3 separate regions of the Sus scrofa genome follow, and regions 2 and 3 are each linked to region 1. A link is a contact called in public HiChIP or PLAC-seq data. All regions are on one chromosome and are shown on one strand. Each heading gives the region's core, a stretch centred on a gene start, on an enhancer-like site or on the middle of the called end of the contact. The rest is flanking DNA. Distances are from core to core; before and after follow the strand shown.

Region 1 (4,456 bases), core at 664-3,163:
AGTAAATGCTTGGTAAATATTGGCTACTGTTGTTATCTCTCTAGTTAATTTCTCAATTCTCTCCCATTTGTATTCTGAGTTCCATCCACAGGGCACATCTTTCATTTCATTTCCTCTTCTCACACATTTCTTCTTCCTTTACATATTCAGTCCCTCTGGGTACAAGTTCCCCTCCCACAATTCTTCAGGTCTCATCCTAAATGCCTCATCCTTGGCAAAGTTCTTCTGGTCCCTCCAGTCTCCTGTTAGGTGCCCTTATTACATGCTCCTCAGGGCTTTGTGTTTTCACTGCAATGCGTTTGTCTAACTTTCTAGTACTTTCTTCTCACTGCTCGACTGTAAGCTCTGTGTGAAGGGCAGCTGTGTTCCTGGTGCCTAGTATCCTACCACACAATACAGCTTTAATAAAAGTTATTATGTGTATGAATGTATGTACCTTTCCTCTCCTAAAATACTGCAACCCCCCGCCCCCCCAACCAAAACTTAAGTTGGTAGAACTTCACAACTTCCCCATACAGTAAAATACAGTTCAGCACAGGCCTCCACAGAATAAACATGGTCCAATAATACTGGGAAGGGCAGGTTACAACAAAGTTAGAGTTTCTGAACCATAGCAATTCTCAATGTCTTTGCTATACTACAGTGCATCATGAATCTCCAAGTTGTATGAGCGGTGGGTGGGTGGGGGTGGGGGTGGGGATAGCGTTTATTTTTCAAAGTATCTCCTGCAACCAGTGCTCTGCAGAACCCACCTTGGCAAAGTAGGTTTAAAGAGATGCCCTCCGCTACCAGAACTTCCAAGTAAGCTAGTAGTTGTGAACGGGAAAACTCTGAAGCACTTATTTCACAGGGTTCATTGTTTTTCGGTTGACACCCCCTGGTCATGGAATCTGAGAACTGTAAGGACCCATATACATATATCAACAAATCTCCTTTTACTGATACAAAAACTGAGACCCGGAAAGGCAAAGCATCGGGTCCAGGGCCACAACGCAACTACAAAAAACAGGAAGAAAGAAGTAGAACCGCAGAGACCCATTTCGGCCCAGCGACTTTCACAACAAACAATGCCTACTTGGATCCGCCAAGTGTTGCCTCCTCAAATTTTATTTTCAAGCCTTATTAAAGTTAAAGTCAGTTTTTCTCGGCTAACAGCTTCCTAGGCCTACAGTTACTAACTAGTCCGTCTCCACCCGCCTCCCCGCGCACCCCTTCCCCCGCTCCGCCCTGTATACAGTTCCCCGTAGTCCATCCAGTGCTAGGCTGGGGCGGGGAAACAATTCCTTTCTTTCTTTCTTTCCTTTAGAGTTTATTTTTGGACTGTAAACTTCTCCAAGTAAGCCAAACGACAATGTTAATTTTAACGCCTCCGCCCTAAGGCGCTACTACTTATGCCAGCGCCCCCCAATCTACCTACCCTACCAGCTCCCTCCCTCGCCCAGACCCAGGGGCTCTACGTTTGGTCTTTACCTGGAACTGCCATGGCGCGGGGAATTGGGGTTGCAGGACCCCTAGGCTTTCGAGAGCGCGCTCGCTTACCGCTGGCTGCGGGGACAACGTACAATGACGGCCGCCGCTTCCTTCTACTCGCGTCGCGGTAGCCAGATGACAGTCGGGTAAGGCCCTAAAAGCCTGCGGCGATAGAGGAACCAAGAAGCTACTGATGCAGTTTCCGGAGGAATTGTATTGTAGACCACACACGGTCCAAACCATTACTGCCAGTTTAGGGGTAGTTAATGAGATCTACACACGCGTGTAGTAAAGTAAACAACCCAAAGACTTACAAATTTTTATTTTTTAAATTTTAATACAAGTTAAATTAATCCACGGAGGCTTAATAATATTTTATTGATTCCCTAGAGGCCATCGGAAGCCCCCTTCTCAGGATTAGCGGTGCTCGGGTCCGGGAGCAACATGGCGGCGTCCGGGAGCGGCTGTCTTTAGAAAAAGATAGGACCTGTGCCGCTGCCTTGCGGGATACTGACAGACTGGAGCTTTTCGCGACCTCCAGATTTAAGGAAGCGTGTACCGATACGTGGACTGCTTTAGTGACTCACCGTTCGCTTTTATCCCCAATTAGGAACAGCGTCCTGAGCACTGACCAACATGAGCAACATTTACATCCAGGAGCCTCCCACGAACGGGAAGGTGAGCTTCCTCTAGGGTACCTGGTCTCTCCAGAATTATCTTTCACTGGCAATTCTGGGGTCTAGGGTTAGAAGAGATTACAAGAAGCCTTGTCCTTTCCTCTGTCTCTGAATAGCATTGCATCGAGAACCATACACTGGCACTTCTCAGCACATAATTGAAAAAGTCTTCAGGTGGCGATTTCTTTATTAAACTTCTGGCCCTAATTTGTGCTTTAACTTAGCTCTGCAGGCGTTTTCTAGGGTCGTAGGTAAAAAGCCAAGGTGTTTTAAAAGTTGACTTTTTTTTTTTTTTTTTTTTTGGTTATCTCGTTGATGATTTTTTCTCTGTTAGTTCAACAATCCTTTTTTTGAATGTCTGCTAGGCACCAGGCACTGTACTAGGTACTGGGGATACCAAAATGGATGGATAAGCGCTAGTTGTTGCCCAAGAGGGGTTTATGGTTTAGTTTGAGAGGCAGGCTGGTTAAGAAAAACCTTATGATATGTTTGATAGGAAGGCTATGGCGAGAGGAGCTAGCCTATTGCTATGGTAGTACTGAGAAGTTAGCAACTGGAAACTAGGGAAAAGCTTCATGGCAGAAGTATTTTTGGAGCTGGTCTTAAAACGTGAGCAGATTATTAATGGGAAATGTTCCCATATAAGAATGATTTTCTGATTGATTTTGATGGTCAAGAATGTCATTTCCCATCCAGTGTTTATATGCAGTATGAGCAGGGTCAATAATGGAATAAGTATCACCTGAATTCTTGAAGTGAGACCTAGTCTCTATCAGACACAAAATATGATGAACCAGCATAATGGAAAAAATAGTGAAAATGAAAGTGTGTAAGTGTATTAAGATGAAGTAAATTTGCATCAGATACAGTTCTGTAGCATGTATCACAAATTATTTATGCAGTTTTGTTGATTTACATTTAGTAATATAATGAAGGCAATTTGAAGACAAAACCAAAAATGCTGTAATTGATACCTCCAGCAAAAATCTTAGTAATTTGGGCACAGCAATTCTTTCAATTCTGTTGTTTGAACTTCTTCCCCACCCCTCACCTCTACCCTACATCATTGTGAAAACCCAGAGTATCTATCTCTTCATATTTCCAAGTGTTTTTTGGGAGTTGTATCACACTCACTTGCTAAACACTGGTAAATATTGAGTATATTGCCCATCCTTTTAGGGCCTTCACACTTGCCATTCTTTTCTCTAGTATACTCTTTAGCCTATTCAAATGTCATTTTAGCAGAGGGCCTTTCCTATCAACTCTCTATTAATATAGCAAAATCTCATTCATGTCCTGCACCTCAGCATGCCCTGGCCCTTATCCTCTTTAGTTTTTTCTACAGTACTTATTTATTGTTGTATCCTCCCCCACTACTATTCCCCCCATAGAACACAGGCATTATGAAGGCAGAGACAGGAATCTAGAATGGTGCTTGACACATGCATGTTATGAGGAGTTCAAATATGTATTGAGTGGATGGATGGATGAAATAATACTGTATCTCTTAACTTATGAGAAATATTAGCATCAGTGGGCTTGAGGTTATACTGCTACTGTATAAGGGCAGACTTAGTTTTACTCTGGGGAAAGATTCAACATGGTCATAAAGATAAGATGAGAAGTTTTAGCAAAGATAGATGCCTAAACAGGCAATCTTTAATTCGACAAATATTTATTGAGCACATAGCACAAGCCAGGCTCTATGCTAGGTTTTAGGTATGCAGTAGAAAGAAAAACCAGCGTTGTTCTTATTATCATAGAGTCAGTTTTGCTAAATATACATTGATCGAATTGGGCTGAGGGAGAATATCAAGTGTGGCTCAAGTTTTCCTTCAAAACCAGTTTGGGACTTTTTCTGACATAAGACTGAAGATATGGAAACTTCAAAGTTTTGTAACATACAGAGCTTGTTGAGAATTTTGGCCTGGAAAGACTTTAGAGCAGAAATGTTTGTTTAGTGCCTATACTGTCTAATGCCACATTAGGTACTGAATGGATTCACAGATATTCTGAATAAATGAGACAAAATTTCTCTAGTGTCATTTTAGAAAGTAATTGACATTATACCTATGGTTGACCCCTGTCAATAGTCTATAAATATGCTGTGTTTTGCCTTTGAAGAGGAGGCACTGAAATGACCACGTGAGAGAAATTTCCTTATCAACTGAAGATGAAGTGAGCCACAAGGGAAGTCCAGTTATCAACTGAAGATGTAATTTCCATATATTATGATGATTTAAACTAAATTGTATATTGAACCTATATATTTATTCTTAAGAACATTTTATTATCCAAGTATTATCTTA
Region 2 (4,456 bases), core at 1,099-3,598, 800 kb after region 1:
TCTCTACTTAGAAAAAGCCTGGAGTTACCCTCGTGGCTCAGTGGTTAACGAACCCGACTAGGATCCATGAGGATGCCCTTTCGATCCCTGGCCTCACTCAGTGGGCTAAGGAGCCAGCGTTGCTGGGAGTTGTGCTGTAGGTCGGATCTGGCTTTGCTGTGGCTGTGGCACAGGCCAGCAGCCCATAGCTCCGATTCACCCTCTAGCCTGGGAACCTCTATATGCCATTAAGTGCAGTTCTAAAAAGCAAAAAAAAAAAGAAAAAAAGAAAAAGAAAAAGCCTAATTTGGAGTTCCCATCATGGCTCAGTGGTTAATGAACCTGACTAGTATCCATGAGGATGCATGTTCAATTCCTGGCCTCGCTCAGTGGGTTAAGGATCTGGTATTGCCATGAGCTGTGGTGTAGATCACCGATAAGGTTCAGATCCTGCACTGCTGTGGCTGTGGTGTAGGCTGGCGGCTACAGCTCCAATTGGACCCCTAGCCTGGGAACCTCCATGTGCCACGAGTGTGGCCCTAAAAAGACAAAAAAAAAAAAAAAAAAAAGGAACACTAAGCCAGCTATAATGGAAAAAATAAAAATCATTATTAAGTAAATAAAATTTAAAAAAGAAAAAGAATAATTCAATAAATAAAAACTCAACCATACAACAAGCTTAATAAGAGCGCTCTTCTGCATTTCAGATAGTCTATGTACTTCAGAATGTCATTAACATATAAAGGTCAGATGAATCAACAACTACCAATACTGATTAATACAGTTGTTAGCAGAAATGTATCATTTGATGTCATATAAAACCAACATTAGGTGAAAAATCATAGGTGTCTACTATTTAAGATTCTAAGAAAATTTCAGATATCTGACCCAGTGGTTCTGAACAGTTTGTGCATTAAAACCACTCTGGGAATGAAAAAAATACACTGATGTCAACTTCATCAGAACCGGGGGCCTAATTTTTATTTTTTTTTTTTTTAAGTCCTCAGCTATTCTAATATGAAGTCAGGAATAAGAATTTTCAATAGCACAGATTATAAATCTTCCTAGCTTATTCTATAAACCACTGAAATCAGTTCTCCCTTCCGAATCTCTATTTATCTATATATGGAAAAACGAATTCCACATATTTCAATTGATTTCTTAGTAAATACATTTTAGAGCATCTACACATGATACAATTTCAAAGTTCAGTCATAGGGCAATTCACATTCCCCAGAGTTAATGGGACTTTTGGAGACTTCTCAAAAGTGCTGACAAACTGTACTACAAAAAGAAAGGAAGGAGCAGGTCAAGCAAAAATAGAGCTCTCATTACAGAAGTAATACGATAGTGAAAAGTGTACTTTAAAGCCAGTCAGCTGTGGCTCCACTATACAGTGTTATTCGAAACTTTAGTTTCCTCACCCGTAAAACGAGAATCAACATTTACCTCTAATAGATATTAACGATCTTACATACCTAACGTAGTACCTGGCAATAATAATGGCTCAATTTAATTTAAAAAAAAAAAAAAAAAAAAAGGCTAATCAACGCCTGTTGGGCTGAACTACAAGCAGAGGACCTGGAGAAAGACCAGCCCAGGTCACTCTAACATGTCGATAGGCTCCTTTTCACAAATGTCCCCGTTGGCGACTCCAAGCAGAAGACTAGCATGACCAGGAGACCATGCAACCTCAGGCCTCAGGAAGGGAGGGCAAAGCTTGTAAAGCCGAGAGGGGCCCAGAGGGCCGCGCATACCGGCCCCCAACAGCCAGGGCCGCTGTAGTGCCGCCAGATCTCCGGCATGAACTGGAGGCAGATGGCGGAGAACAGAGTACGCAAGGTCCCTCACCTTCACCACCGCTGTCCCCCGGCTGCCCTGACGACCACTGTCTAGTCCCGCACCAGGCCTGTTTACAACCAGGGCAGCCATCCTAGGAGGTGCAGTGCCGCAGAAGCAGCAGTCAAGGCCTTCACTAAGAGGCGGGGTAGAGCCACCTACCCAGAAGCCTAGGCGCTCGCTGCTGGTGCACAGGCGCAGTACGACGCGGAGAAGCCGCGGGGCCGACTTCTTCGCTCCTCCTTCTGGCACTCGTTTGCTGATTGGCTGCACACTCTTCAGTGGATGCGCTTTGTTATTTTGTTATTATTGAGGAGTCTGAACTTGATAGAAGGAACAAAATTAAGGGAAAAAAGAGAGGATAAAACAGAAGAAAATTGTTGGGATGAAACTCCTACCCCAGCAATGACTTCTTCCCTCTAACGAACGGAGACCGGGGACTACATCTCCCTGCATGCCATGCGGCTTTTAAACTACAAATCCCAGCGTGCCACATTTATATCAATTACTCTGCAGTGTAGGTATTTGGGAGGTTGTGTATTGTTACCGTGGAGTGCTTTCTTGAAAGAGCGGCGTGTGGCTGTGGCTGGAAAATAGAGAAGTATTTTATGTATAGGCCTGTAAGAGGCAAGAGATGACTTTGGTAAAAAGGAGCCGTTGGGTCAGTAAAGGACGTGGTTAGAAGAGTATATAAGGCGCTACCGGCAGACAGAAACTGTTGGGAGTGTCTTTAATGCCTTGTCTTCACGGACGTGCGCTTTTCTGTTTTCTTCCGGGCTGTTTGAACCGCTTCAGCCTCCGTAGGCAGTGGCTCCAAAGTGCCGGTCACAATGGAAGTGAATCCCCCCAAGCAGGAGCACCTGCTGGCCTTGAAAGGTAAACTTTGCGAACCCGGCTCCCAGTAATCTGTTTTCTCCCCTTCTCTCACTAGTTCTCGAAGCTTCATGGCACATAGACCTGCCTCTGGAATGTAGGCCTCGTCCTTCTTAAGCACTGTCAGTACTCGTCCTCCTCTCTGTCCTTGGGCGCCCAGCGTGAGGAAGCCGTTTCCTCGCTTTGGGTTTTGAGTTTGAGAATCGCCCTGTAAAATGGAATAGATACGTGGTAAATTACTTACTCTGTTATATGCTGCTGCAGTCACCGGAGAGATTTTTGGCAGTAGTTGACCTCCCTACCCTGGGGAGAGCCCTGTCAAATGAGACCATTAACAGCGGGTATCTAAAGTGGTTTTTTCCTCTGTCTCTTATCTCTTGACGCGGCAATGACAGTGTTACCAGGCTTCAGCTTCATTTGTGAAATTTAGTCTAGTTATTGTGCCAAGGATTTAAAAATACGTAATACCACAACATATAATTTAGGTTTGTTAAAAATCACTGCAGTTTACTTCAAAGTATTGTGTATATGGGAATATTCGTGTCAGTTTTCATTTTCTGTACACAGCAAACAACTTCGAGTACGTTTGATCATTTAATTGATTATTATTTAGGGGAAACTAGCAGGGCTTACTTTTCTGGAATTGTTTTCTGAAACTTTTTATTTGAAATGCTTTCAGCTTTATTTCATCTATTTTTTATTACCACAAATGCATTTATTTCTTGTATGCACTACTATGTGGTTACCAATATCTTCTTGAACTGGGCTGTGAAAATGTTCCCTAGGCCCATGAATTCAGTTGAATTGCATTTACCTTCCTTGTGGTATCCATTTTGAGGGACCCTTATCCCCTCAGTGACAGTGTAAGCAGCAAACATTACAGAAGCTCACCGGTTTCATTTGTAACGTAAAATCATACACTGATAGTTGGACATATCAGAACTGTCTGACCGTAGAACTAAGAAACTGAAATGTTAACTAGTATAGCAATAGGACCTATAAGCTTAGCCTGAGCAAATGACCTGGACTGAAATGACTTATTCCTGAAGAAAGAAGAAACTATCCTGTTCTTTATCTCAGGCTCACATCAAGTATATGGAATAGATATTACTTAACTCTCAGAAGTTAAACTTTATCGAGACCACAGAGCTAGTAAGTGATTAAGGTAATATTTCAACACAAAGCCTTCATCTTTCCAAGACTCCCTTTTGCCTTCTAATGAAAGAAACAGCATTTTCTAACATCATTCCCTTACTGACTCTACTTTGCTGGGAGTTTGGAGCAGTTCTATTAGCTGATTGAGGTCATTTTATACAAATTGAAAGCTATTAAACACAGTTAAATTCCAGAGATGTGGAACTGCCGTTGCAGTTATAGACTGCTAAAATAGTCCTTCCCAGTATCTTCGGTTTTCCAAAACAGAAGATTCCTCAGGAAGACTATTTTAGCAATCCAAAAGGACGAGTGCTTCCCTGATAGGTTCTCCTTTCTTTAAGCTCTTTGATATTCTTCTTCCCCATTATCCTAGTAATCCAAGAATTTTTACAAGTTTTAATTTTAACCAAAGTTGCATGCCAAATATATGATCATTTAAGTTGCTTTCTTATGTGTGTAAAATATTCAGGTGCTCTCACAGCTTCACTGTCCCTGGAATAAAACACTGAATAAGTTTAGACAACAATGAAAGAATTCTTAATGCCATATCTTAAAATGTGAAAGTGCAAAGAAGAGGGAAGAAAAAAATAGAGGGAAGAAAAAAATAGAA
Region 3 (4,456 bases), core at 1,243-3,742, 730 kb after region 1:
CCTGGGAACCTCCACATGCGACAGGTTCGGCCCTAAAAAGACCAAAAAAAAAAAAAAATTTAGAAGAAAAACAAAAACTTTAAGAAGTACTTCCGGGAATGTAAATGAGTACAACCATTATGGAAAATGGTATGGAGGTTCCTCAGAAAACTAAATATAGAGCTATCATATGATCCTACAATCCCACTCCTGCATATACATCTGGCAAAAACTATATTGAAAATGATACGTGCACCCCTATGTTCACCGTAGCACTATTCACTATAGCCAAGACATAGAAACAATCTAAATGTCCATTGACAGATGAATGGATTAAGAAGATGTAGTACATATACACAATGGGATACTACTCAGCCATAAAAAAGAACAAAATAATGCCATTTGCAGCAACATGGATGGAACTAGAGATTCTCATACTAAGTGAAGTCAGTCAGAACAAGAAAGACAAATACCTTATGATATCACTTATATTTGGAATCTAACATATGGCACAAATGAACCTTTCCACAGAAAAGAAACTCAAAGACTTAGAGAACAGACTTGTGGTTGCCAAGGGGGAAGGATTGGAAATCTGGGATTAATACATGCAAATATTGCATTTGGAGTGGATAAGCAATGAGATCCTGCTGTACAGTACAGTGAACTAAATCCAGTCACTTGTGATGGAACATGATGGAGGACAATGTGAGAAAAAGAGTATTTTATAAATATATATATATATGTGTGTGTGTGTATATATATATATACATATATATATATATACATATGACTGAGTCACTTTGCTCAGCAGAAATGAAGCCAACTAGTATCCATGAGGATGCGGGTTTGATCCCTGACCTCAGTGGGTTAAGGATCCAGCATTTCCATGAGTTGTAGTGTAGCCCACAGACACGGCTCAGATCCCAAGTTGCTGTGGCTGTGGCATAGTCCCTCAGCTGTAGCTCCGTAGACTGGGAACTTCCATATACTGCTAGCATGGCCCCAAAAAGCAAAAAAAAAAAAAAAAAAAAAAAAAAAAAAAGAATGAACTTTTGCCACTTCCAACAACGTAGATGGACCTTGAGACCATTATTCTAGGTGAAATAAATCAGACAGAAAGACATACCACATGATCTCACATGATCTCACATGATATCTCACTTATCTGTAAAATATAAATATAAATAAACAGAAAAAAAAAAATCAAGCTCATACATACAAAGAACAGACTGGTGGTTGCCAGAGCAGGGGTAAGGAGCAAATAAGTGAAGAGGGTTGAAAGGTACAAACTTACAATTATAAACTAAATCATGGGAACATAATGTTCAGCATGTTGAATACGGTTAATAATACTGTATTGCATATTTGAAAGTTGCTAAGAGAGAAGACTTTAAAAGTTCTCACCACAGGGGAAAAATAATTCTGTAACTATGTACAGTAATGGATGTTAGCTAGACTTACTGTGGTCGTCATTTCACAATATATACAAAAATCGAATCATTATAGTGTATATCTGAAACTAATATATTGTATGTCAATTTTACTTCAAAAAAAAATTTTTTTTTTTTTGCCTTTTCTAGGGCCGCTTCCACGGCATATGGAGGTTCCCCGACTAGGGGTCTCATCGGAGCTGGACCCACCGGCCTACGCCAGAGCCACAGCAACGCGGGATCCGAGCCGTGTCTGCGACCTACACCACAGCTCACGGCAACGCCGGATCCCTAATCCACTGAGCAAGGCCAGGGATCGAACCCGCAACCTCATGGTTCCTAGTGGGATTCGTTAACCACTGAGCCACGACGGGAACTCCTTACCTCAATTTTTTAACAGAGAATTTTGTAGTTTTTTTTACCACAATTAATTTTTTTTCTTTTTTAAAGAAGAGAGCTTAAGTCCAGAAGGTCACTAAGGGATGGAAACCTTGACCACAGTGAAGGCAGAAGGGTGGATGGTGCTGCTCGGTAACTTAGGTTACTAGGCCTGGTTTTCTGCCCCGCCCCTCGCTCTCCCCCACAATAACAAGCGCTCACCACTTTCTTCAGAGACCGTGTGAAATAATCAAGAAGCTGAGGAAAAAAGTCCTATTTGAAGCACCTGAAGGGAGGCCTGCAAATTAACCAGTTCTTTAAATTCCCCCACCCTTGCGTCTTTCTCGCCTAACAGTCGGGGTTCTAGAGTGAAGAACGGGACTCAAGGCCTGGCTGGCCGTTAGGTAGTTCCTCGGACGTAAGCGTCCCACTACCGGGGTCATAGCTCGATGCCAACCCGGGGGCAAGTTTCAAACATAAGGGCGCGCTTCCCGGTCCGTCGCTTACCACCGCAGGGCCGCAAATTCAGGTCTCCTCAGCCTACCGGAGTCGCGGCTCCGCGCCCAGAACCTCCGCGCGCTGCTTACTGATTGGAACTGCTCCCACCCATCCCAGCCAATCCCGTAATGCTCTCCGCCGCTGACGCGAGGGCTGCGCCGCTGATTCAGGATTGGTAGCGGAGCTGTGAGTGTCGCACTTTTTCTGACGATTCGGACAACATGGCGGCAGAAAGCGGCAGCGATTCACAGCTGAGCAAGAGAAGGCGCCGGGTCCCGGAGGAACCAGAAAAAACGGAACTCAGCGAAAGAGAGCTGGCAGTGGCAGTGGCAGTGACCCAAGAAAATGAAGAGGAAAGTGAAGAACGCTGGGTTGGGCCTTTACCTGTAGAGGCAACATTGGCCAAGAAGAGGAAAGGTAGCTGAGATAGGCACAGAGCGAGTTGGAATGCTGCGTCCCTTGCGTGGTAGAGTTCAAGCCAGATCTCAAAACGGGGATGTGTGATTGTGGGGGTTTGTGCCCTCGGAACAAAGGGTCGTCTTTTCACTTCTCGCTCTTTTATGCTCCCGAAATAGTGATTTGGGCTGAGTAACGCGTCTTTTAAATAATATCTAACAGTATTTATCACCGATTTGTTACAATAGCTGCTAAAGCTTAACGCCGATACTTAGTTGTTTGGCCCCTCTTGTTTAATACATGCATCAGCCATGTGAGGTTGGAATTTTTAACTTATTTAGCAGATATAGAAATGAGTACTGGTTCTATTTAAGGCTTTTAGCTCTAGAGTGGTGTATGGGGCCGCCAGGGAAGGTGGTGCCTATATCAGAATCTTGAAGAATAGAGAAGTATTATTTCAGTCCTAACTTTTACACTGCTGCGTTTTCTGACCTAATTAATAAGTTTCCTGGATCACAGATTTTTTTTTATCTTAAAACCGAGGTCTGTGGTTTTCAAACTACTCATGAGGTACCATGGCCTGAAGCATTTTGCCCCTAACGTGGAATAGTGACAGAATTTTATCAAACAAGAGGAGTGGTGAAGGGGATAGATTTCTCAAGTTCTTTGAAATGTTTTCCTTGAACGTATCACACCATTAAAATATGATCTTTCTAGAAGTTCAGATCTTTACTATTCTCCCTTCTTAAAATTCTTAAGTGATTTCTCATTATTTTCAAAACAATGTCCAAACTCCCTAACATAACATACAAAGCCCTTCTTGATATGATCTCTCCTTAACCTCCCTCAGCACATTTCCATTACTTCCCTCTCCCAAAAACTTGTAGCTCCTTCTTACTCATAGGTATCCTGGTGTCTCTACCTGGAATGATTTCCCTCACCCATTTCAACTAGCTAACTATTGTTCAGCCTTTAGCAGTCAGTTGAGCTATAAACTCCTTTAGGAAACTTGCGACCTCTCCAGTCAGGGCTGGGTTTCTAAAGCACGTTGATCATAAATCTGAGGTATGTTTATCACACTGAATTTATAGTTAGCCTTCAAATTTTGTGTATTTGAATTTTGAAGAAGCTACTTTTTTGAACACTGTACACCAACACCCTGAAAGTGCATTATCTTTTTCACTGATAGTCTTCCTGTTAAATGTCCTTATAGCAAGTGTTTCCTCATTGCACTTGCTGTGTTTTATAATTATATATTTATTCATGTGATTGTTTGATTAATGTTAAGACTGTTAAGACTGTAAGAATGGAGTTCCTGCTGTAGTACATTGAGTTAAGAATCTGACCGCAGCAGTTGGGTCTCTGCAGAGACATGGGTTCTATCCCCAGTGGGTTAAAGAATCCAGCATTGCCACAGCTATGTAGTAAGTCACAACTGCAGCTCACATTGAATGCGTGGCCCAAGAACTTCCATGTGCCACAGGTGCAACCATTAAAAAGGATGAAGAAAAAAAGACTTAAGTGTATAAGAATGAGGGCCGTGCCTGTTTTGCTCCAATGCTTGGTATAGTGCTTTGAATGTAGCAGATTATCAATAAGTATTGAATGAATGAATATTACATTGTTTATACTAGTAATTTATTGCATTGTATTTCATGTCTTTTTTTATGGAAATGAGCGGAGGGAATGGAAAAATCCAAAAATACCAAAATTCTGATATTAGCATTAGAAGACAAAGAGCTTATAAAATTAACGCAGTTGAGACAGCTAAATTA

The links. HiChIP or PLAC-seq counts read pairs in DNA pulled down with a chosen protein or histone mark.
Region 2: a contact with region 1 is called in an H3K27ac HiChIP or PLAC-seq map of alveolar macrophages. The contact joins the promoter of TRAPPC13 here to the promoter of CWC27 in region 1. A contact is called at or near these places in 2 of 2 datasets of contacts at active chromatin or transcription factors (alveolar macrophages and skeletal muscle).
Region 3: an H3K27ac HiChIP or PLAC-seq map of alveolar macrophages shows a contact between it and region 1. The contact joins the promoter of PPWD1 here to the promoter of CWC27 in region 1. A contact is called at or near these places in 2 of 5 promoter capture datasets (fetal skeletal muscle and liver) and 2 of 2 datasets of contacts at active chromatin or transcription factors (alveolar macrophages and skeletal muscle).

The regions. Positions count from the first base shown.
Region 1 is chr16:43,344,593-43,349,048 of Sscrofa11.1, forward strand. It overlaps CWC27 (CWC27 spliceosome associated protein homolog), which reads left to right and starts at 1,914. Exons shown (of 14, transcript NM_001243923.1): 1 at 1,914-2,148. The coding sequence starts at 2,107. It overlaps SREK1IP1 (protein SREK1IP1), which reads right to left and starts at 1,639. Exons shown (of 4, transcript XM_021076777.1): 1 at 1,471-1,639. The coding sequence starts at 1,483.
Region 2 is chr16:44,144,286-44,148,741 of Sscrofa11.1, forward strand. TRAPPC13 (trafficking protein particle complex 13) reads left to right here and starts at 2,349. Exons shown (of 13, transcript NM_001244746.1): 1 at 2,349-2,694. The coding sequence starts at 2,649. It overlaps TRIM23 (E3 ubiquitin-protein ligase TRIM23), which reads right to left and starts at 2,006. Exons shown (of 11, transcript XM_003134013.5): 1 at 1,831-2,006. The coding sequence starts at 1,911.
Region 3 is chr16:44,078,142-44,082,597 of Sscrofa11.1, forward strand. It overlaps PPWD1 (peptidylprolyl isomerase domain and WD repeat containing 1), which reads left to right and starts at 2,493. Exons shown (of 11, transcript NM_001244421.1): 1 at 2,493-2,702. The coding sequence starts at 2,507. It overlaps CENPK (centromere protein K), which reads right to left and starts at 2,423. Exons shown (of 12, transcript XR_002339607.1): 1 at 2,295-2,423.